2 separate regions of the Mus musculus genome follow, and region 2 is linked to region 1. The links are chromatin contacts, called in public Hi-C maps. All regions are on one chromosome and are shown on one strand. The core of a region is the stretch at or near the end of the contact, and the rest is flanking DNA. Distances in the headings are between cores, read along the strand shown.

Evidence for each region. Hi-C and Micro-C count contacts between places; a contact is called where the count stands out from the background.
Region 2: a contact with region 1 is called in a Hi-C map of bone marrow-derived macrophages, with 3 times the contacts expected there. The contact joins two enhancer-like sites. A contact is called at or near these places in 18 of 484 Hi-C or Micro-C datasets (the BV-2 cell line, the Ba/F3 cell line, Sertoli cells and 12 more) and 2 of 115 datasets of contacts at active chromatin or transcription factors (CD8 T cells and trophoblast stem cells).

Annotation. Positions count from the first base shown.
Region 1 is chr12:104,065,409-104,070,579 of GRCm38.p6, reverse strand. No RefSeq gene overlaps it. Among named protein-coding and RNA genes, the nearest start is that of Serpina12, 24 kb to the right of the region's middle. Within about 2 kb of position 2,874, at least 158 of the 459 cell types and tissues checked have an H3K27ac peak or open chromatin away from gene starts, as enhancers often do. A contact at or near this core is called in the BV-2 cell line and bone marrow-derived macrophages, where this site is marked.
Region 2 is chr12:104,184,254-104,189,424 of GRCm38.p6, reverse strand. It overlaps the pseudogene Serpina3e-ps. Among named protein-coding and RNA genes, the nearest start is that of Serpina3f, 28 kb to the left of the region's middle. Within about 2 kb of position 3,029, at least 38 of the 459 cell types and tissues checked have an H3K27ac peak or open chromatin away from gene starts, as enhancers often do. A contact at or near this core is called in the BV-2 cell line and bone marrow-derived macrophages, where this site is marked.

The DNA.
Region 1 (5,171 bases), core at 1,625-4,124:
ATGCCAGGCAGCGCTGGTTTGGATGGGTTTGGCTAAGCGAACATCACGTTCTTCTTTCCTATATATGTACTCAGGGTTAGTGAAAGTACAAATGAAACCATAGCAAATCCAAGTAATTATTTAAAATGGGGAGAGTTGGTGGACGGACCCTGTCCAAACTCAAGATTCACTCACGAATGTCACAGTCGCACCAGAAATCACATGGGGAGGACCAAGTATATAGAAGGTCTGTTTACAAGCTACAAGGTGTAGCATTGTGGTTGCCTCTGAGCCTTGGTCCCAGAAACCCTGGTCAAAAGTTCATTCTCACTCCTTATGAGGGAAATAGATGTCATGTCCCTGAGCCTCAACCTCCTTCCCTTAACTGTGCGTAAGAAAGCCTACAGCTTCTCACGCTGGACCACGTCAGCCCCCACACATCAGGAGGTGCGAGTGATCTCGTTGGAAGAATGTATCTCAGAGCCAGGCTGTGAGATCCCGTGCTCGAGTCCAGCCCACTATGGAAGAACGTCCCCTTCTGGCTGCTTGCCTAAGGCAGTCTCCTCCTGGCTGCCTTTAGATCAAGATGTGGGACTCTCAGACCCTGCATTCTTCCTTGACTTGACTCTTCTCCTGAGTACACACGTGAACTTCATATTCTTATTTTCCCATCCACCTGCAAGTCAGCCATCCAATTGGCAGGAGAGGGGTTGCAGACGACAGGTCTGAAAGAGGTCAGTGACCAGCAGATGGCAGCAGTGTGCTTCTGAGGTCCTCACAGAAGCTTATCTCTCTCCAGTGTCCTTTCTGATTTATTCTCAAAATTCCAGGAAGTGGCTAGGGCCTCAGAGCCCCATGTGGCAACTGAACTGACTTTTGTCCCCTACCCTGAACTCACTTTTGTCCCTTGGGGACTTTTCTGGCTTCTACTACTGGGGAGAGAAGTTACTGGCATCTCATAAAAAGATACCAGTGATGGTGTTGAATGTTCTGGAATACATTTTCTTACGGAAAAAAAATATATATATATATTACAGAAATAAAAATATATATACATATATATCAGTTCAGATGTTGGCAAAGCCCAGAAAGTTAAGAGAACTGTGTTCATAGACAGGTAAACTGAGGCCTCAAGTAGCAGTTTTATTGTGTGCTCTTTCCTGGTGTGACCACATGGAGCTGCTGCAGGGTGGGTGGGAAGAAGCACTTTCTGGCTTGTCTGCATAGCATACTGTAAGTAGGAAGCCTTGTTAGGGAGTGAAGCTTAGCCTCCTGCCTGTGTAGCCTGGGAAACAGGCACCTGGTCAGGACAGATGAAATAAAGGAGAGATATAAAGTGGCTAGGTGACTTCTTTCTCCACCCCCTCCACCCCTCATCCCACAGGAGACTCTGAGGTGCCAGGATGCAAACCCCATGGACTTGGGGATACTTATATGCGTACAGGTTCACATACATCAAAGTGTCCGGCTGGAGCTGACAGCAGCCTGGAATTGGTTGTATTATACCAATACAACCAATATGTCTTAAATATTAAATTAATATTATGTCTTAATATGTCATTAATGAACTTAATATGTCATTAATGAACATGGTCAAAAGCCTTCGTCTGGGAAGTCATGGGCTCTGTAGGGGAACCTGCTACCATCGTTTTACTTAGTGGTCGTGTTATCAAACTGCCCTCCAGACACCGTGTTTATGAGCACAGATTAGTGCAGAGCATAGTCTTCACCAGAGAACCTCCTTACTTCAGCAGGAAGCACTTGATGGAGAACTGTAACCTATGGTCATCATCAGTAATAAGACATCCATCACCCTCTCCCAGAGTCAGGCAGCCCCGAGGAAGAGACAGTGGGCAGTATGTAAGACCCGGGGGACAGAGGGACAGGCCGCAAAAAGAAGTCTCCCTGACATAGCATAGCCATCACGTCCATAACTCGTGTGGCTGTCTGCAGATCTCTATAAGATTGGGCCCCAACAGCTCATCATGGATTGAGAAGAAGGCATGAGGAATCATAAATTAACAGTTATGAGGAGAAGGGGTGCCATTTTCTTCAGTGATGTAGTCACTGGTAAGTTGCCCTTGGTTCCAGCAAAGACCTCTTGCCCTTGCTCAGCAAGAAACTCTAATCAAGCCAGGCAGAGTGGTATACAGCTTTGATCCCAGCACTGCAGAAGGGGATCTTTCAGTTTGAGGCCAGCAGCTTGGTCTACAGGGAAAGTTTCAGAACAGCCAGGGTTATACAGGGAAAATCTGTCTTGGGAAGAAAAAGAAAGAAAGAAAGAAAGAAAGAAAGAAAGAAAGAAAGAAAGAAAGAAAGAAAGAAAGAAAGAAAGAAAGGAAGGAAGGAAGGAAGGAAGGAAGGAAGGAAGGAAGGAAGGAAGGAAGGAAGGAAGGAAGGAAGGAAGGAAGGAAGAAAGAAAGAAAGAAAGAAAGAAAGAAAGAAAGAAAGAAAGAAAGAAAGAAAGAAAGAAAGAAAGAAAGAAAGAAAGAGGGGGGAAGGAGGGAAGGAGGGAAGGAGGAAGAGAGGGAGGGAGGAAGAAAGAAAGAAAAACTCTATTTAAACTCATACCACAGGGAAGAAGAGATGACAGTACGGATAAGGGATTCACTGTTAGTCCTTTTAAAATTGTATAATGGCTCTCAAAGGCTAGACCCAGAGCTTCCTCCTTAGAGACAAGAAGGGTGTGGGGGACACTCTGCTGGCAGGTGGCGACACCAGAGGAGTGTGGGCTGTTTTCCACCACAAAGCCTGAGCTCAGAATCTCAGAACCCACTTTCCTGGGGCAGAAAGAGATGCCATAGTCTACCGATTGGATGATGAAACAAACCCTGAGGCAGACAGTAGCACGTTTGTCTCCCCAGCTACAGTCTTCTGACTGGCTGTTTGGATGACTGCCTGGAGCTCTGGCTACTCTGGGGTTGTCTAGTAATGTCTAGCTCTGGCTACTCTGGGGTTGTCTAGTAATGCTTGCCATAGATAAAAACTGAGAGTGGAAAACGCAGCTGCTTTTCAGATTCTGGAGCAGATGACCAGAATACTGGAAGGGACAGATTGGAGAGTGGGGACCTTTCTAATAAATCACACGTCTCTGAATTGTTTCATTGTGGAACCTAGGCCAAGACACTGCGAGTGTCAGAAAACGGTGACCTGGGTGTCAGAAAGACTGACTGGGAGAGCCACTTCCTGATTTAAACTTCTTCTTCTCCTTCTTTTTTTTTTTTAACTAGCTACCTTCTTTATTTACATTTCAAATGTTAGCCCCTTTCCTAGTTTCCCCTCCGAAAATCCCCTATCCCCTCCCCCTGGTCCCCAACCAACCCACTCCCAATTCTTTCCCCTGGCATTCCCCTATCCTGAGGCATAGAACCTTCACAGGACCACGGGACTCTCCTCCCATTGATGATCAACTAGGCCATCCTCTGCTACATACTCGTAACCACGAGTCCCACCATGTGGTGCAAAGCAACATGTTACAGTGTAATGATAAAGAACTGTGTGGAGGCGGTACTATTCCACTCCATTTGTGTCATTTGAAGCTACACTGCTATATTCTGACATGAGTCTCTGTTAGTCTTCGCTTGACTATATGCCATGCCAGCAACCTATCCTAGTTTGGGGATGCTCAGCTTTGATGAGAGAGTGCCAGTGTCCCCATACAATGCTCTCTCTCTCTCTCTCTCTCTCTCTCTCTCTCTCTCTCTCTCTCTCTCTCTCTCTGTGTGTGTGTGTGTGTGTGGGGGGGGGGTTTCTAAGAGAGGCACAGTTGCTGGAGTAGCAGACAGTCCCCGATGAGATGGTCAATCCTTAGCTTGAGTGTGATTTTACCCTCCCTCTGAGAATAAAGTGAATAGATAGTAAAGACAAAATCAGCAAGGGGATATTCAGTATTTTTCTGATGCCATAATAAAATTCCATAACCAAGACATTTTACATAAGAAGGAATTTATGTTGGCTTAAGGTTCCAGGGGCATAAGGGTTCATTATGGCAGGGAAGTGTGGCAGCAGGAACAGGAAACTGATAGATTATACCTTCAACCACAAGCATGACGCAAAGAAAGTGACCTGGGATTGGAGAGAAGCCTCCCTCAGAGACAGACTTCCAGCATGGCTGCTTCATCAAACCCCCAACAAACAGCGCCACCTACTGGAAACTGAGTGTTCAGCGGCCAGAGACAATGACAAACACTGCCTTTTTGAATCACCACAGAAGGCGAATCTATGAAGCTATGTAAACATAAAAGTATAGATCGCCACAGAAGGCGAGAGCGGGCACAAAGTACTCGCCAAACCCTGTGGGCAAATGCTCTCATTCTGAAACTCTTGGCTGGCCTCCTGGGTAAGCCTCAGGCAGATCAATCCTGTACAGAATGGGTCCCTGCAGAAAGAAGCGGGGTCTCCCACCCCTGCCAGGTCCTGAATGCTAGAGCGGCAGGTCTGGTTGTTTCCGTGGGGGCTTGAGGGCTCCCTTCTTTCTCTCCTCCTTCTTCTTTTACTATGCTTTTCAAGTCTTTAGGTTTCCGCTTCCGAAGATCCCTGTTGGCTAGGCCTTAGCCTCAGTCTGACTGGAGCCAGACTCCAATCACACATATACCCAGTTATACAGAGTCAGCTGGGCCTTAACTGATTCTCCCTCTCCCCTTTCCCCCTCCCCTTCTCCCTCTCTCCCCCTCTCCCTCTCTCCCCTACTCCCCTTCCCTCTCCCCTTCTCCCTCTCTCCCCCTCTCCCTCTCGCCCCCTCTTTCCCCTCCCCCTCTCTCCCTCTCCCCCTCTTCCTCTCTCCCTCTCTCTCTCCCTCCCCCTCCTCCTTCCCCTTCCACTCCCCTTCTCCTTCCCCTCCCCCTCCCCCTCTCTCGTACATTTATACATGTGTGTGTGTGTACATGAGTACATGCAAATTATGCATAGAAGAGGGGCAATCAGTAGAGAGCTGTCAGACCTGGAAATGGAGAGAGAAAGCACACCAAAACCTGCACATGTTCTTAATCAACCCATAGACCTGGTCCAGTGTCACCATGGGCTATAGCCGATCATGGCTATGGCTGGCAAAGTCTGGTTTCTTTCACTCTCAGGGTCCTCAGGCCCAGCTGCTCCAGAGTTCAATGCTGAGAGCCCTTCTGTGGCTGCTGGCTAGGATGGCCATGGTAGGAACTATGGGGCAGGGGGGCTTCTGCCAGCCAGTGACTGAAGGC
Region 2 (5,171 bases), core at 1,780-4,279, 120 kb before region 1:
CTCTGCTTGGCTGAGGCATGCCTGATTGGACAGTGACACTGACTAACTCTGTGACTGCCTCATGCAGAGAAACAAGCCTATGGCTGGTCACTGTCAGACTCCCTGTCATCTTGACAGCTGTAGCACAGGTACCTGACCTGAAATTTGTGTTACTCCCTTCCCCTGCTCTCTCCCCTGTATCTGCCTCAAATCAGCAATGAGGCTCTCTCCTAACTTAGGCTCTGCTTATTTCTGCCTTCAGCTTTTCAGTCATGATGGGGCTATGGAAGTTTACAGGCCAACCCATAAGGACAAAGAAGGGAACCTCCTGCCCTGGGTCTATCTGCAGCATCTAAAATGCTTGGTGCCCAGATCTACCTTACTCTTGCCTTCCTCTGGGCAGAGCTATACACAGCCCCTGCAGTCTCCTGCTCTCCCCCCCAATCTGGCACAGTTTGAGCCTTCACCCCTGAAGCTGCAAGGGGCTTGTGGGTCAGAGCAGCTCCTCTCCCTCTAGCACTCCTACTCAGGACAGAGAAGGAGCTTTTTTCTAAGTCTCTAGGTGACCAACCTCACAGGACAGGTGGACTCCTCTACCTTCATCACCAAACTGAAAGGAGCCAAGGATCAATAAACATGTAACTGCATTGAATGTGACAGTGTTCAGAGAGCTTCTGTTTGACGATTATTCCCTCTGGTGACAACAGTGACATAGAGATTGGCACCTACACTCTGTGACTCCTGTGATGGCCCTCTGACCTACATGCTATTATGAGTCCCTTTATGGATAAGAAAACCAAGGCACAGAGAAGCTTGGCCATTTCCTCATGACACACAAATAGGCATTATGGTATGCCAAGTTTGCCGATGACAAGGGACAACCTTCATCTAGCAGTGTCTGCTCCCTGAGGCTTCACAGTGGTGGTGGGAATGTGAATAAAGCAAGACTCTGGATGCTTCACAGAGAGCACCCAAAAAAACCTGGGTTTAGGAGGTGAGCTCTGTGGTGAGGACAGAGGAAGAGGATGATGGTGGTGATGCTGGGTGGTGGTGGTAGTGGGGAGGAGGAGTAGCAGAAGGAGGAAGATGAGGAGGAGAAGTTAGTGGTGGTTTTCATATAGCCAAAAAATTATATTTGCAAGGCAAAGAACAATGGAGCCATTTCTTAGAATCTGACATGAGGTCCATTTAGGAAAAGGGCAGAGCAGACACTAGATGTAAAGAGCCTGGCCCTGTGAACCTCTAATTTCTCAGAGCTACAGAGAGCTTTGCAGAGGTCAACCACTGCTTCTGTCTTAGGAATGCAACATGTGTGGCTTCAATGCAGAGAACTTGGCAGAGCATAGGTCATGGGGATTGTCATTGAAAGCAGTTTCAAGGAACATTAGGCCACATTTGGAGAGAGCAGTGGGTGATTCAGCTCCAAGGCTGATCCAGGTTGGAGCCTAGACAGAGGAGGAAAGGAGGCCTAGGAAAGGAGGTACATTTATGTGGATTTCTGTGTGTCCGTGTAGAAGCCTGTGAGCCTGGAAACACAGCCAGAGGCCTGCATACAGAAGGAAAGGTGCCCACCCAGGTGGAGACACACCTGAGCCTCAAGACTCCTGAGAACACACAGTGACAGGTGGACCTGTGCTCAGCAGAAAATCACACACACTGGGAAGTATTCCCTTCCCAGTGAGCACCAAGATACCACACATAGAACCATGGTGTGGTGGGAGAAGAAGGGACCATCTATTGACAGCAGCCAAGTTTCCCCACAATGACCATGTGCCTAACTGCCAGTCAAGGCTCTGAACTGGTTGCCACGTGAAGTCCATGAGTAGTGACATGACTCAGCTATATCCCTCCATCCTTTTGGTTCTCTAATCAAGTATTTAAGGAGCCTGGGCTTGACAAAATCTCATGCTACTAAATGTGGTGGGTCTGAAACTCATTGCCAAATTAAAGTCCATCCAATAAGGGAGTCTAGAGCCTAGATATCTGGGTTTGCTTCTCCGCATTCCTTGGGAGCTGACATTTTGCATTCCTCTTGCCAACCAGATATTGTCTTGGTAAAGAAGCCTCTAAAGGAAGAGGCCCAGTGTGCAGTAGAGGTGACACTGTGGAGGGGAAAGATAGGAGCCTGGAAACATTGCTGTCCACTGCGGTTCACTGCCTGGGAACTTCCTGCATGGCTCAGTGGTTTCTACAAGCTGAGCATCCATTTCTTAAAATTTAAAAATCGAGGCAGCAGAGGGGTGTAGTCTCTCTCACTCAATTATGTTTTTCTTCCTTCCTTCTGTCAATGGCCCACTGTGTCTAATGAAACTCAGACATATAGAGACACCTTGAGATTTTAACCCAACCACCTGACAGAGGTCATTGTCAAGGTTTCATGTCTGCTCACCAATAATCAGATAATGTCTGCCATGCAGCACTATGGGATAGGAAGCAATAGTGCCGACAATAGTTATAATAACCATCAATGTCCTAGATGCCACCTCTACCCTCACACAACACGAAGCCCTGCAGCTACATCATAGAAACAGCTTCCAAATGGAGGCATTTGACGAGAACTTGTCAATCTAGGTGATGTTTGGTTGGCCCAGCCTTGCAGGGCTGGAATTCCAAGCCTTCATGTGCAGCAGAAGGAACGGAGAATGGTGTAGCATCTTTGGAGAGGATGATGCAGCAATCACACTATAGGCAGGTGCTCAGAGGAACAGGAAGCAAAGACATGGCAGGTACTGCAGCCAGCGTCCACCATCCTTTTTCATAGTCAGCAAAGTGCTTGTGACTCAAGGGTTCCCCAACAGATGAATGGATGAGCAGAGTTTGCTCAGGCCACACACTATTACTTCATTAGACAAATGAGGGAGGTGACATTTTTCTGCTGCCTGTGTATGAGCCTGCCAATATACTCACAGGGAAAGAAGCCAGACTCAGTAGGGCCTGTGTCATGTGACCCAGAGACATGTGATCCCAGAACAGGCAGATTCATGTACATACAGAATCTTCTACTGGTTGTGGAGAGCTATGGGGAAGGAGAGGATGACTCATCAATGGGCATGCAATCAGTTGAGCAGTGACTAACATAGCTTAAAACTAGATTTAGAAAACCGGCTGAGACAGGCATCAAAATGTGAGTCCTCAGGGGAGGTTCTCTGAGCTTTAAGGATGTGAAAGGGCTGGGCAGTAGAGGAAACACCAGCTGATCGAAGTGACATTTGTGTGTGTTGTTGGGACATAGTGACAAGAATACAACATGATATAGGGCTCAGAACCAGATTCTGCCAGCGCCTTGGGAATGGGGAACAGAGTTCCTCTCTGACACCCTCATGACTGCTGAGGAAGATTTGGCCAGCTGCAGCTGCTCCTTCCCACTTTCCTGTGAGGAGAAATTGAAGCTTGTTCCATGTCATCTCATCCACTCCTTCTTTTGGGCCAAGGCGGAAATAGCTGATAGCAAGTTTAAGGTCAGTAGGTCAATGTGTGTAGTGAGGCAGTGTGTCAAACCAAAAAAGTAAAGAGAGGGCTGTGCACATGGATGCACACTTACACATTCACAAACAAAAGACACACGCTAAACACCTGCTCAAGAATGATTCAGTGGTAGGGCGTTTTCTGAGTATATATCAGGCTCTGAGTACAAACACACACACACACACACACACACACACACACACACACACACACACACACACACACACATATATATATGTATATATATATATGTTTATGTGTGTAGGTGTGTTTATATATATTTGCATATATATACACACATACATTTACTTGTGTGAATACATGTATATGAGTGTGTGTATATAGACACACAAATGTGTGTGTGTATGTATATATATATATATATATATATATATATATATATATATATCCCATATTTTCAAAATCAACAAATATGTTGATGCAAGGATGTTCAGGTTCTATTAGTCTTCTACACTTTTAGCTTGAACAAGGGGCACTTGGCTTTGAACTTGAGCCATTCAAGTTGCTACAACCAGAACATAAAAGAAGAAATAAATATAGCAAACCCACGTTTCCCAGGGAAACGACTGAGGCTGCTGGAACTCAGGTAGACTGCCTAAGGCTTCTGGCAGGAAGAGCATGAAGAACAGAACCCCTGCCTTACAGAAGTATCTCTGCAGTTAGTCAGCCATCCCTGACCCGGAGCCAACTGAGAAAGTTCCAGGGATGTAGTTGCTAAGGTTTATACTCTTCCTTAAAATGCAAACCCATTTTTCTGCATCTGAGTGTCAAGTCCTACTGACTGGCCATTCTGGCCTCAGAGGACATTTTCCCCAATGCTGTAAAAGCGGCCAGCAGCTTCAGCCCTGAAGCTGCCACAGCTGTGCTTCTAGCCACTGAACTTCCAGCAGCCACAGATAGCCAAGCCTTGGAGAATGAGTGCAAGTGACAAAGAACTCACACCCACCACCCCGAGCCCATGGTGGGGCAACCCATGAACTGAGCTGTGACCCTAGATAACTATGAAAACCAGGCCATAGAGAGCATCTGGGTGTGTGTGAGTGATAAAGAAGGGCATGAAATAATGTGGTACACCCTAGTTGCTATTGGCTGAATTTAGCTTAAAAATTCCAGTCTGGCACGGCAAAATTGCTCACCTCCTGAGGGCCCAGCACAGAAAGCTTGAGTTGAGAAATAATCTGTGTGGACCCCACTCAGCGGTCCCGTGAACACCTGCTGCTAAGACAGCAAAGCCTGCACTGCCCCAGCTCAGCTCCTGAGGATCGGAAGCAAGGAACATGGAGTAGCATTTTACCTGCTTGTTGCCGGGAGCTAGGCTACACCTGCTAGACTGGAAAGGTTAGTGAGAGAGTGTTGTGTGAACAAACAAGGTCAGGCCTGTTTTACCATTTATTTGCTTTTTACTGTTTATGAATAAATAAAAGTACTAGAACCTTTTCCACCAGGTGTTGAGGGATTTACTTTATGACAAATTTTATGACCAAATCATGACAGATTGATATACAACCTGCAATCATTGTGTTAAAAGCACTAGAGCCCACGGGATGCACAGGTAGGACATGTTTTAACAGCCATGCAGCTCCCTAGACACAAGGCATGTCAGTCCCAGGAATGAGCAGCAGGCGTCCACAATGTGCTGTGCAGAAAAGGAAACCAGAAGAGGGTGGCTGTCTGCATTTTCTACTTACTCAGGATGTGTGTGTCAC